Regions from separate parts of the Sus scrofa genome. Here region 1 is linked to region 2. Evidence: chromatin contacts called from public HiChIP or PLAC-seq data. All regions are on one chromosome and are shown on one strand. The core of a region is the stretch at or near the end of the contact, and the rest is flanking DNA. Distances in the headings are between cores, read along the strand shown.

Region 1 (4,889 bases), core at 703-3,202, 160 kb before region 2:
GACAGTGTCAACACAAAGTTCCATTGTGTTGTTGGCTGCTCTGGCCCTGCCTCCATCCCACAAAGCCCAGCTCCTCGATCCCCGTGATGGAAGCCGTATTTGCTCCAAGGAGGCCGGCCTGATAAAGCATCTCAGGCAGAGCCCAGCACCCAGAGCCTCCCTTCTCCTAAGAGAAGGGCCCACAGGAGAACTGGAGGGACACGGCTACAGATCTGTGTGAAAGGAGGAAAGATGGAAAACCACACAGCCTCAGAATCCAGGCCCTTCAAGAGTAAGATGGGCCTGCCCCACAGGAAAGGAAAAACGAAGCCTGCTGTGGTTTTGTGTAAGAATCTATTTCTCTTGCTTTCTTAGAATTGACATTACTGGACAGTCTCAGAAACTTTCTCCCCACACCAGCTACAGCCTGAGCAGGAGGGGTCCCGGGAAGCTCGCAGGTACAGGGAGGTGTGCAGATCAGAACCTGTCTCCTTTAGGCTACACACCTTCTGTTACACTCTGTTATTGAAATGATTACTAAGGATTGGTCCCCAGTGAGCAAGGAACATTTTCTATCACTTTCTCCCTGTCCCCTCCCTGCACCACACATGTATGTACACACACACACACACACACACTCACCCATACACATAAATAACTCTTCTATTTTGTCAGCTTTCAGTCATACATTTCCCCAAATTCACAGCCAGGTCCCTCTGGCAAAGATACAGTGAGAAATATTCCCATAGCATTCTCAACGCAAAAGAAATTTCCTCAAAATTCCATCATTTTATCCTGATTTTTAAATTCTCCTTGGCTCTGAGCATTTAGGAGAAAGAGCAAGAGAATACATGAATCGATGACTTTAGGAACACTTCCTGTAGGATTCTCTGAAATCAAGGCTAATAATCAAGAGGTAGAGAAGACAGAACAAAGGAAAAAATCTCTGTGTGTCTACCATGAGACCAACCTGGATTTTCATGACTTCTGTTTCCCTGATCTTTTTTAAAAAACTGGTGATACAGCAACAAAAAACAAAACAAAAACCAAAAAGCCCAAGTGCAGAGCTGATGATATCGGATTGTTTTGATTGCTGGAATGTCACCTTGCCAGTAAGACAACAACCCCACTCCAGGTAGGCCTGGGGGTTTTGGGGCTGAACTGAATTATTCTGATTTAGCAAGACACACAGGTCCACGGATTTCCGAGTCACCGCTAACCCACCTTCCTTTACAGCAGGCTCTCTGTAGCCAGCTTATTCCTTGTTCAGCCTTTGTCCCATGAGAGATATAAATTTAGAAGAGAAACCTGTAGGTAATTAACAGTCTGGCGTGTCTGTCATTCCTTTGATAAAATGTGTTGGGTGTGGTTTCTCGACATGCAGTTGATAAAATGCACTGGTGGTGTTCCATTTCATTTGACTTTCCATTAGCTTTTTTTTTTTTTTTTTTTTCCAATGAGAATGTCTTAATGGCCAGCTTCTGTTTTCAATCACGGGGGACATTTCTATGGATTTATTTATTTATTTTTTTTACATTTTCCAATAAGAAACATATTCTGATCCTTTAAAGGTTAGAAGTAAAGTATGGGAGCGTGGGTGATACTCAGAAGAAAAGCTTCCCTGCTGGCTTAAATTAGCAAAAGTGTACATGCATGTGTGTGCCTGTGCCTGTGTGTGTGTCTGTGTGTGTGCATGTACATGAGACTGCCTCTTTGAGGTCTTCACTGACTCTAGACTCAGGCACAGAGATCCTGTCATATTCCTTATTGTTCGATTCTTACACAGCTTGAATAATCTGTGCCTGGAGAAAGAGCACCTCGCGTCGTTCAACTGTTTGACTCTAGCTTCATACTCATTAAAAAAATGCAGAAATCTTTGGGGGGATGTGAATGTGGAATTGCAGCCTGCACGTCGCAATACACTTATGGGATGAGGTTCTACATGGGACTGAGCTGACGAGCCTGCCAGTGGAAAGAGCACTGGGGTGATTTCCAGCTCACAGCTTTGAAACGCTGAGTCATCTGGATAAATCGCCCAGCTTTTTAACCCGCAGAAGCCTCCGCAAGTAAATATGTGCAGTGACCACTGAGGATGAACTGCGAAGCTTCTCTGGAGAGAAGACTATTTGCCCAGCCCTGGTTTGCTCTCCAAAGGAGCCCAGCCAGCCTGTGCTTCACGGCTCTTGGCGGGCTGGGGCAGGAGGCACAGACCTCCAGGTGCCTGTTACCATGTCCCTGTACCTGTCGTTGACCTTGAGATGCTGTCCCTGCTCTGAATTCTCTGCCCTTCCTTCCTCCGATCCAGTGAGGATCCAGAACTTTGACCTGTGTCTCGTGCATTCACATTCTCACTCGGGCCAGTGTCAATGTCTCAACTGAAGGCCGGTCTCCTCTTCCGACCCTCAGACGAGTTGCGGCTTTTGGCTCTCTGCCTCGAGCTCTCTGTGTAACTTCTGATTCTTGAATGTCTTCAGCCTTGCATTCCGTGGGGGTCTGTTGCCTGAGGAGCGGGTTTGGAGGCCCACTTGTGACACTGGGCCACTTCTGGACCGCATCCTGATGGGATGCACCTCTTGGTCCGCCCTTTCCCAGGGTCTCCACACCCTGTGAGAGTCCCGCTCCTCCACTCAGAGAGGTTTGCACGCACAGAACGGAACTGGCCAATGCTGAAAGGCAAGCCTCACTTTTGCGAATCCTGAAACTGGCAGCAGACCTGTGACCTGTTCTCCAGGCCTGGGACACTTTGTTACTTGCAATAGACTCCCATTTGTGGGGGCCATTGCTGTCCATGGTTGCTACCACGGTGGTCTGGGTCGCAGGGACCTCCGCTGGCAGCTGCTGACCTTAGCACAGGAGGCTGGAGTGACAGACGCCTTTGGTTGCTTACTCAACAGCTGTCATTACCACCCTACCCCCAACCCAGTCCTTGTTTGCAAACAGGACCCTGAGTGGCCGTAAGCCAAGTCCCAGGGGGTGAGTCATCATTCTGTAAGCCAATCATAGTAATCTGAACCCTTTCTGCTCCCTGTTTATTTTCTAAGCCTCCCTTGCAGCCTTATAGCCATGGGATGTTGTTATCATATAAGGGAAAATCTGCTGGGAGTGTTTGAAAAATGCTTTGTGGGCAGTAAGAGAAGCAGATTTGTGAGGTGGCCCAAGTGCCAGAATGTGTAAGTAGATGCCAGAGCCCAACTGCCTGGTCCGAGTTCCAGCTCTCTTGTTCCTGGGTAAGTTAATTCATCTCTTCATGCCTCCATTTTCCCATCTGTGAAATGGGAGGAATAGTAATGGTATCAATCTTACGGAGCTGTTAAGAAAATCAAATGAGTAGCTGGCAAGTACTTATAATAGCGCCTGGCCCACAGTAAAAGCCCTAAAAGTATTTGTTAAACATATGAACACAGACCTTTTCCAAGGTGAGTTCGATTTAACAAACACTAAACGTAACACTTTTCTTCCGTGAAACAGACAAGAATAAAAATGAACAGCGAGGTTCGAGTTTGGCTAGGTTATGAGGAAATGGCTACTGTCCTGCAGTGCTCTGGAGAGGTTAAATTATATGCTTTCTGGACCAACAATTTCTTTTCCAGAAATACAAAGGCTATTCAAGGATGGACTAGGAGACCGGCAGTAGTAGACATGCATACCCATAATTTCTGATATGAAAAATATTCAGGGTTAATGAGGAAATCAGGCAACAGAACATCTTTTGTACAACTGTGACATTTATACAAAATTCCTATTCAATGTATAAAAAGTGCACCGAAAATATCAGGGGAAATGGACACCAACTATTTAAGAACTAGATGATTTAATGTATTTTGCTTTGTGTTTTCTTAAATTTTCTAACTTTCCTACAATAGTCTTGGGCTGCTGGGTAAGAAAAGAAGTTCATGTATTATGATTCCATGTTTGTAAAACAAATACAGTGACGTATAGCAAAAACAGCAAAGTCTGGATATTAAAGCACACGAATCTGTCTGGAAAGATAGGCACCAAGATGTTAACGGTAATCACCACTGTGTTAATGGAATTACAGTTTATTTTTGTTTTCATTTTGAATATTTATACTTCCAGATATTTCTGCAATCATTATGTAACCTCCAGGGTTTTGGGTTTTTTTGTTTGTTTTTGTTTTGTTTTTTTACAAAATAAAAAAAAAGAGCGAAGCTGCATGCCCTTTCAGTACTAATGGCCCTACTGATTTTGTTCCTCTGTAGATGGCCAAGTTGGAAAATTCTATACGTGCCAGATATTTGAGCTAATAAAGACTCCAAGAGAATCTTCCTTCCCCCACCTCCCCACCCCCCATCCCCATGCGTTAGTCCGGAGACATTTATATTTTCTGCCAAATGTCTTTCCCAAATCATTCTGTATTGCTGATATTTTGTTAGATTAATAGGTCCCGAGTGACGTGAATATGTTGATTTTATGGCAGACCTCCAGAAAAAGCTTTTTGCAGATAAAAATGGATATGATGAATTACATTTCTTGAGATCCTGATGTTTCTATTTAAAGGTTTCTGTAGGTACTCAGCCCGTTATGAAAGCCACCTTCAGATTACTCTTTAACAGCCTTGCCCTGGATCATTTCATTCCGGCCTTGAGAACAGGGTCAGGGTTAACCTGGGGGTAGGGACTTTTGCCCCTGTCTTGTGGTTTGTGAATTCCTTGGCCCACCTGTGAATGTAAAGCATTCACTCCTAATTCAAGTTCATTTGTCAGTCCAGGAAAATGCTTTTCCTTTTCAGAGGAGCTGGACTGATTGGTTGGAAATATAATTTAGTTCCTGTGTTTGTACTGGATCAGAGATCAGAAAGCAGTTTCAGACTGCACTGGCTGGCAGGCTTTATTTTAGTGGTGAAGTTCAGAAGTGCATCAAGAGACAGGAAAATCAGAGCTGTTTATACA
Region 2 (4,553 bases), core at 573-3,072:
CACTAAAGTATCATTTTTACTATGAACTCTTTTACAAGATTATTTTTGTTGCCAGAATCTCACTCATTGTTCTCTTACTTTTCCTGTTTTCTTTCGCTTATAGTTGGGTAACTAGTCAGAGTTATCCAGAGAAATAGAACCAAATAGGATAGATAGAGAGAGAGAGAGAGAGAGAGAGAGAGAGAGAGAGAGAGAGATAGACAGATAGATAGACAGATAGATAGAAAGAAAGGAATAAAGAAGGGGGGGGGAGAAAAAGAGACTTAATATAAGGAATGCGTCTTATGATTGTGAGAGCTGGCAAGGCTGAAATCTGTAGGGTGGACTGGCAATCTTAAGTCCAAAATTTGTGAGGCAGGACTGCAAGCAGGAAACTCAGAGTATGTTGCAGCTTTGGACCAGAATTACTACTTCTTGCTTCTTCTTTTGGAAACCTCAGTCTTTGCTCCTAATGCCTTCTACTGATTGGATGAGGCCCACCTCCACCCACACTGTCATCTGCTTTACTCAAAGTCTACAGATTGCAAATGTTCATCACATCTAGCTAATATCTTCACAGTAACATCAGAATGATTTTTGAGCAAACAACTGGGCATCATAGCCTGGCCAAACTGATACAAAAAAAATCATTCATCCCAGGAACACATGGCACCTTCACTATGATTGTATTTAACCATACAATTATTAGACGTTCTAAGTTTGAAGCTTCCGTTTCTATAAAACATTTTAGCTATATTTTATTTATTACATATATTTTAAATTCTGTAAGAAGAATATGTCTAAAAAATACCATAATTTTGCACGGAAGCATCCAGTCATTTAATACAGCACTTGCAGTGCTATAATTTTTTAATAGGCAGTCTGGACAAAGAGAAAATGATTTCTTTTCATTGAGACAAAGAACACATTATTTTAAAAGACACCACGGTCAAGCCTGCAAATGGCCTCAACTGTTGTTCTATTAACTGCACTTTCCATACCATTTATTTTGGCTCTTAGATGTTCTCTCCTAGGTTTTTGTGTGGTTTACTTTTCATATGTCTGAGTCCTACATCCAGATGACTGTGCCCACAATAGTAGCTGCGTGCTGGGAGCTATGAGAAGTCGCAAGATAAACATGATGTATCTTTTCAAAGCATTAATTAATTCAGCAATTTGTATGGAGCATGGGCAGATTAAATAATTTAACTGAAAAGCAGGTTAAATATTTATCTTTGTAATGCAGCATATAGTTTATTCCTAAGACTGGAATATTTTGAGCTTAGGCCTGGTCCTTTGTGTTATATTCTCAGATCACCTAGGATTTGGGTAAGGCTAAAAAGAATATATTCATTTCTCTTCTGTTTTTTCATGGAAAATTTTGAGAAGCATTATTCAAAGATGATTTTTGTTGAGGTCAAATACTTGAGTTAGGTTAGAACTCGATTAGGGAATGGACTCTGCCCGCCTCTATCCCCCACCCAAATACCGGCTCACCCCCAAACTCAGCCAGTCTTCTCACAACTATGCACTTATCTCATGTGAAACTGTTCCAAACCATAGTAAGTCAGAACGTTCTGTCTCTGCTTTGGGAAAATAATCCAAAGTAACCTCACAAAACAAGGCACCTGGCATAATGGCTGGACCACAAAAATTGCTCAGCAGGTCTCTAACTCAAGGCTCTCCTGTGCATTGGGTGGGTCTGCTGGATAAGAACTGAGTAATATTATCCACCTTGCACTTACCTGAAAGACACACTCAGCCAACTTGATGAACTTGGAGGTTAACTGACCTTTTAGCGTTCTCATCATGTACTGTTGAGTTCTATTTATAGATAGCACAGTCAAATCCTTCCCCAGACTTGCAACTAAAATTTGAGAAGGTGCCAGGCTATTAGAGGCTATGAGCCATGTGCCAGGATTGTCACATCCAGAAACCTGCTCCTTTTGTTTAGGCCAGAATTGAGTCAACTTGTGGGTGGTTAGAGAACACTCAAGGAGAAAGTGGTGTGGCTAATTTGAGAGAATTATCTAAGACTTAGGAGTTACACATATTTAAATTTAGGCTTTGTGGGAATAGAAGGCGGTTTCATTTCCTTATGACTAAATTTTTATTTAATGGTACTAGATAACAATATTGAGTTGCAGATAAGATTACACCACTTACAGGAGGAGTTTTAAAGCTAAAGAAACATTCAGAGAAACAAAGCTGAAGGAAGCACAATCATAAACGAGCAGACCCAAACAAAACCAAACTGAAGCAAAAATACTCTGTGCTTTATACTCACAACGGGAATCAAGATGGTATTTCCACGCCTTAAATTGCTGTAGGCAGAATATTTTTTATGTGCTTGTCCTAAACACTTGTGCCAGCATATTCCTGTTCTTTCCTGGCATAAAGAAGGGCCACTGTTTCTCCAGTTGTGCATGGAATTTTGTGTGACTATTAATTATGCACAGAGTAATACCATGATAAACCACATTGTGGACCTGATTATTTTAGGCGTCAAAATAATAGCATTCAGTGACCACATTGCCACTCCGTAGACACAGTGTTGTCGTCTTTTACATTTTGGTTTCACACATTGAACAAACAGCACCTCTGTTCTTCAGAGTAGGTGTACAATATTCGTTCCATTGTGCCCTAGGGTATATACAGATAAATCGGTCAGCTCCTAGTGGGCGGGAAAGACAAAGCCTCTAGCAAAGGAGGACACATGCAGAAAAACCAACTTTGTTGCACAATTGAGGGAAGCTTGACATTGGAAGTAACACCAGTGCATAAACTTGAAGTAGAAAGGTATGTCCGCCTGATCTACAAAGAGGCTGACGTCTTTGGGAAAATATGACAGGTTCATTGTGCCTGGAGTGTAGGGTTCTTGGTGTGAGGAAGGAGGCAGGGTGGGGATACATGGGATAAAGTGACTATGGCCTAGGTAGTAGCTGACATGGGAGGGCTGTTTATAGGGTTTACCCTTCTTCCCCAAATCACTTGCGACTCTAGTTCTAGGACTGAATGAGTTCCCCATTACCTGTGACTGATTCTGGGAAAGGAGGAGGATCTAATAGAAAACGTAGAGAACAGAGAAGAGATAGAAGCGGCTAATTGATGATGTTTTTCTGCCTTACAGAGGACTCTGATTCCCATGCCGGTGGTCTTTTCCAAGAAATAGAACTCTTTCTAAGACAAATTACTTAATGATTGCCTAACAGGGCTCTGTTTTCTTCTGAAGTTGTCCGTTCTCCCTGCTTTATTATCCTAAACTGTATGAATAACAACCTGCTGTCACTCTGTTCATGGTCAGTGTATTTTTTCACGCCTGAATGGAGTGCCTGGGGTGGTATTAGAATCCACCTGTAAAGATTCAGTTCTTCTGTATACCGGAGGTAATTAGAGACACTGGGAGAGGCATCAGGCTGTGGAAAGAACATGAGGCTCCAAGTCAGAAGTCTTCAGTCTTACTATCATTACGCATTTATTTTTATTTGACCATAAGTGGGTCTTCATTGTCAATTTCCTCATCTTCAAAATAAAAAGTATTCCCATTATCCATGTATTCATTCCTTCAACACTTAATAGTATGTGTGTGTGTGTATATATATATAGTATAAATATATGTATGTATATACACATATACATATATTCATTCTTCTAGTGGTTCTGCTTTCCTAATCAAACTCTGAAAACCAAGCCTCTTAGGTATCGTAAGATTTAGATTTATCCTGAGAGTTTACCTTATATATTGGGTCATGCATCTGGTGCTGGAGCCTGAAGCTGCAAGGCCAGGTGGATGTGAAATTAAGGGGGGAAAGTGAGCACCAGCAAAGATTGGCTGGAAGTCACCAGGATGAAATGGAACCCATGTCCATCTCTCACAGCCTCTGAGCCTCCAACAAGATCATGAGGTGACCAGCATGGGAAGCTGCTGCCCTCCCTCGTGTAACCCAGGAACCATAGACGCTGAAGGAGGAGACCCAGCAGGAACCACAGGTTCACCTGATGCTCTGTGCCAACAACATGATTAGTGACAACCCGTGAAATTCGCCGCAGTGCCTCGTGCCCTGTGCAGACCTTCTGGTGTAAAGAGCATGTGGCTCCTGGTGTACTTCTGCCTTACAAATGTCACGTGCAGTATTTCCCATGGCCCAGGCCACCTGGAACTATGAAGGAAGTGTAATTCTGGAACCTGGAGTCCCACTTTACCTAAATCGATCCCATCCAAATCTACCACCTCGGACCCCTGTCATTCAGAATATAAAGAAATAAATGATTGAACATAGTTCCTATCTCCAGACAGCTAACTCTACGGTGGGAGAGAGTCTCTAATCACTCTGATATGCGGTATAATTGAACTATTTGTATAATAGAGCACAGGCACCAAGTAAGAATAATACACATGAGCAAGCCTTGGAAGTGTTAACCTTTTAATGGTTTTTCAGAGTCACATTTTGGCAGTTTGACATTATATTATCTCTATTTTAAAACCATAAACTGGAAAATGAATTTGTTCCAAAGATTTTAATGAATGTGTCTTCCGTGAAATCCTTCTGGCTTTATCTTATTTCACGTGGGAA

The links. HiChIP or PLAC-seq counts read pairs in DNA pulled down with a chosen protein or histone mark.
Region 1: a contact with region 2 is called in an H3K27ac HiChIP or PLAC-seq map of skeletal muscle. The contact joins two enhancer-like sites. A contact is called at or near these places in 3 of 47 Hi-C or Micro-C datasets (all in liver) and 1 of 2 datasets of contacts at active chromatin or transcription factors (skeletal muscle).

The regions. Positions count from the first base shown.
Region 1 is chr12:10,596,729-10,601,617 of Sscrofa11.1, reverse strand. No RefSeq gene overlaps it. Among named protein-coding and RNA genes, the nearest start is that of KCNJ16, 61 kb to the right of the region's middle. Within about 2 kb of position 1,952, at least 14 of the 83 cell types and tissues checked have an H3K27ac peak or open chromatin away from gene starts, as enhancers often do. A contact at or near this core is called in skeletal muscle, where this site is marked.
Region 2 is chr12:10,438,265-10,442,817 of Sscrofa11.1, reverse strand. All of the region lies in intron 2 of KCNJ16 (inward rectifier potassium channel 16), which reads left to right. Among named protein-coding and RNA genes, the nearest start is that of KCNJ2, 84 kb to the right of the region's middle. Within about 2 kb of position 1,822, at least 3 of the 83 cell types and tissues checked have an H3K27ac peak or open chromatin away from gene starts, as enhancers often do. A contact at or near this core is called in skeletal muscle, where this site is marked.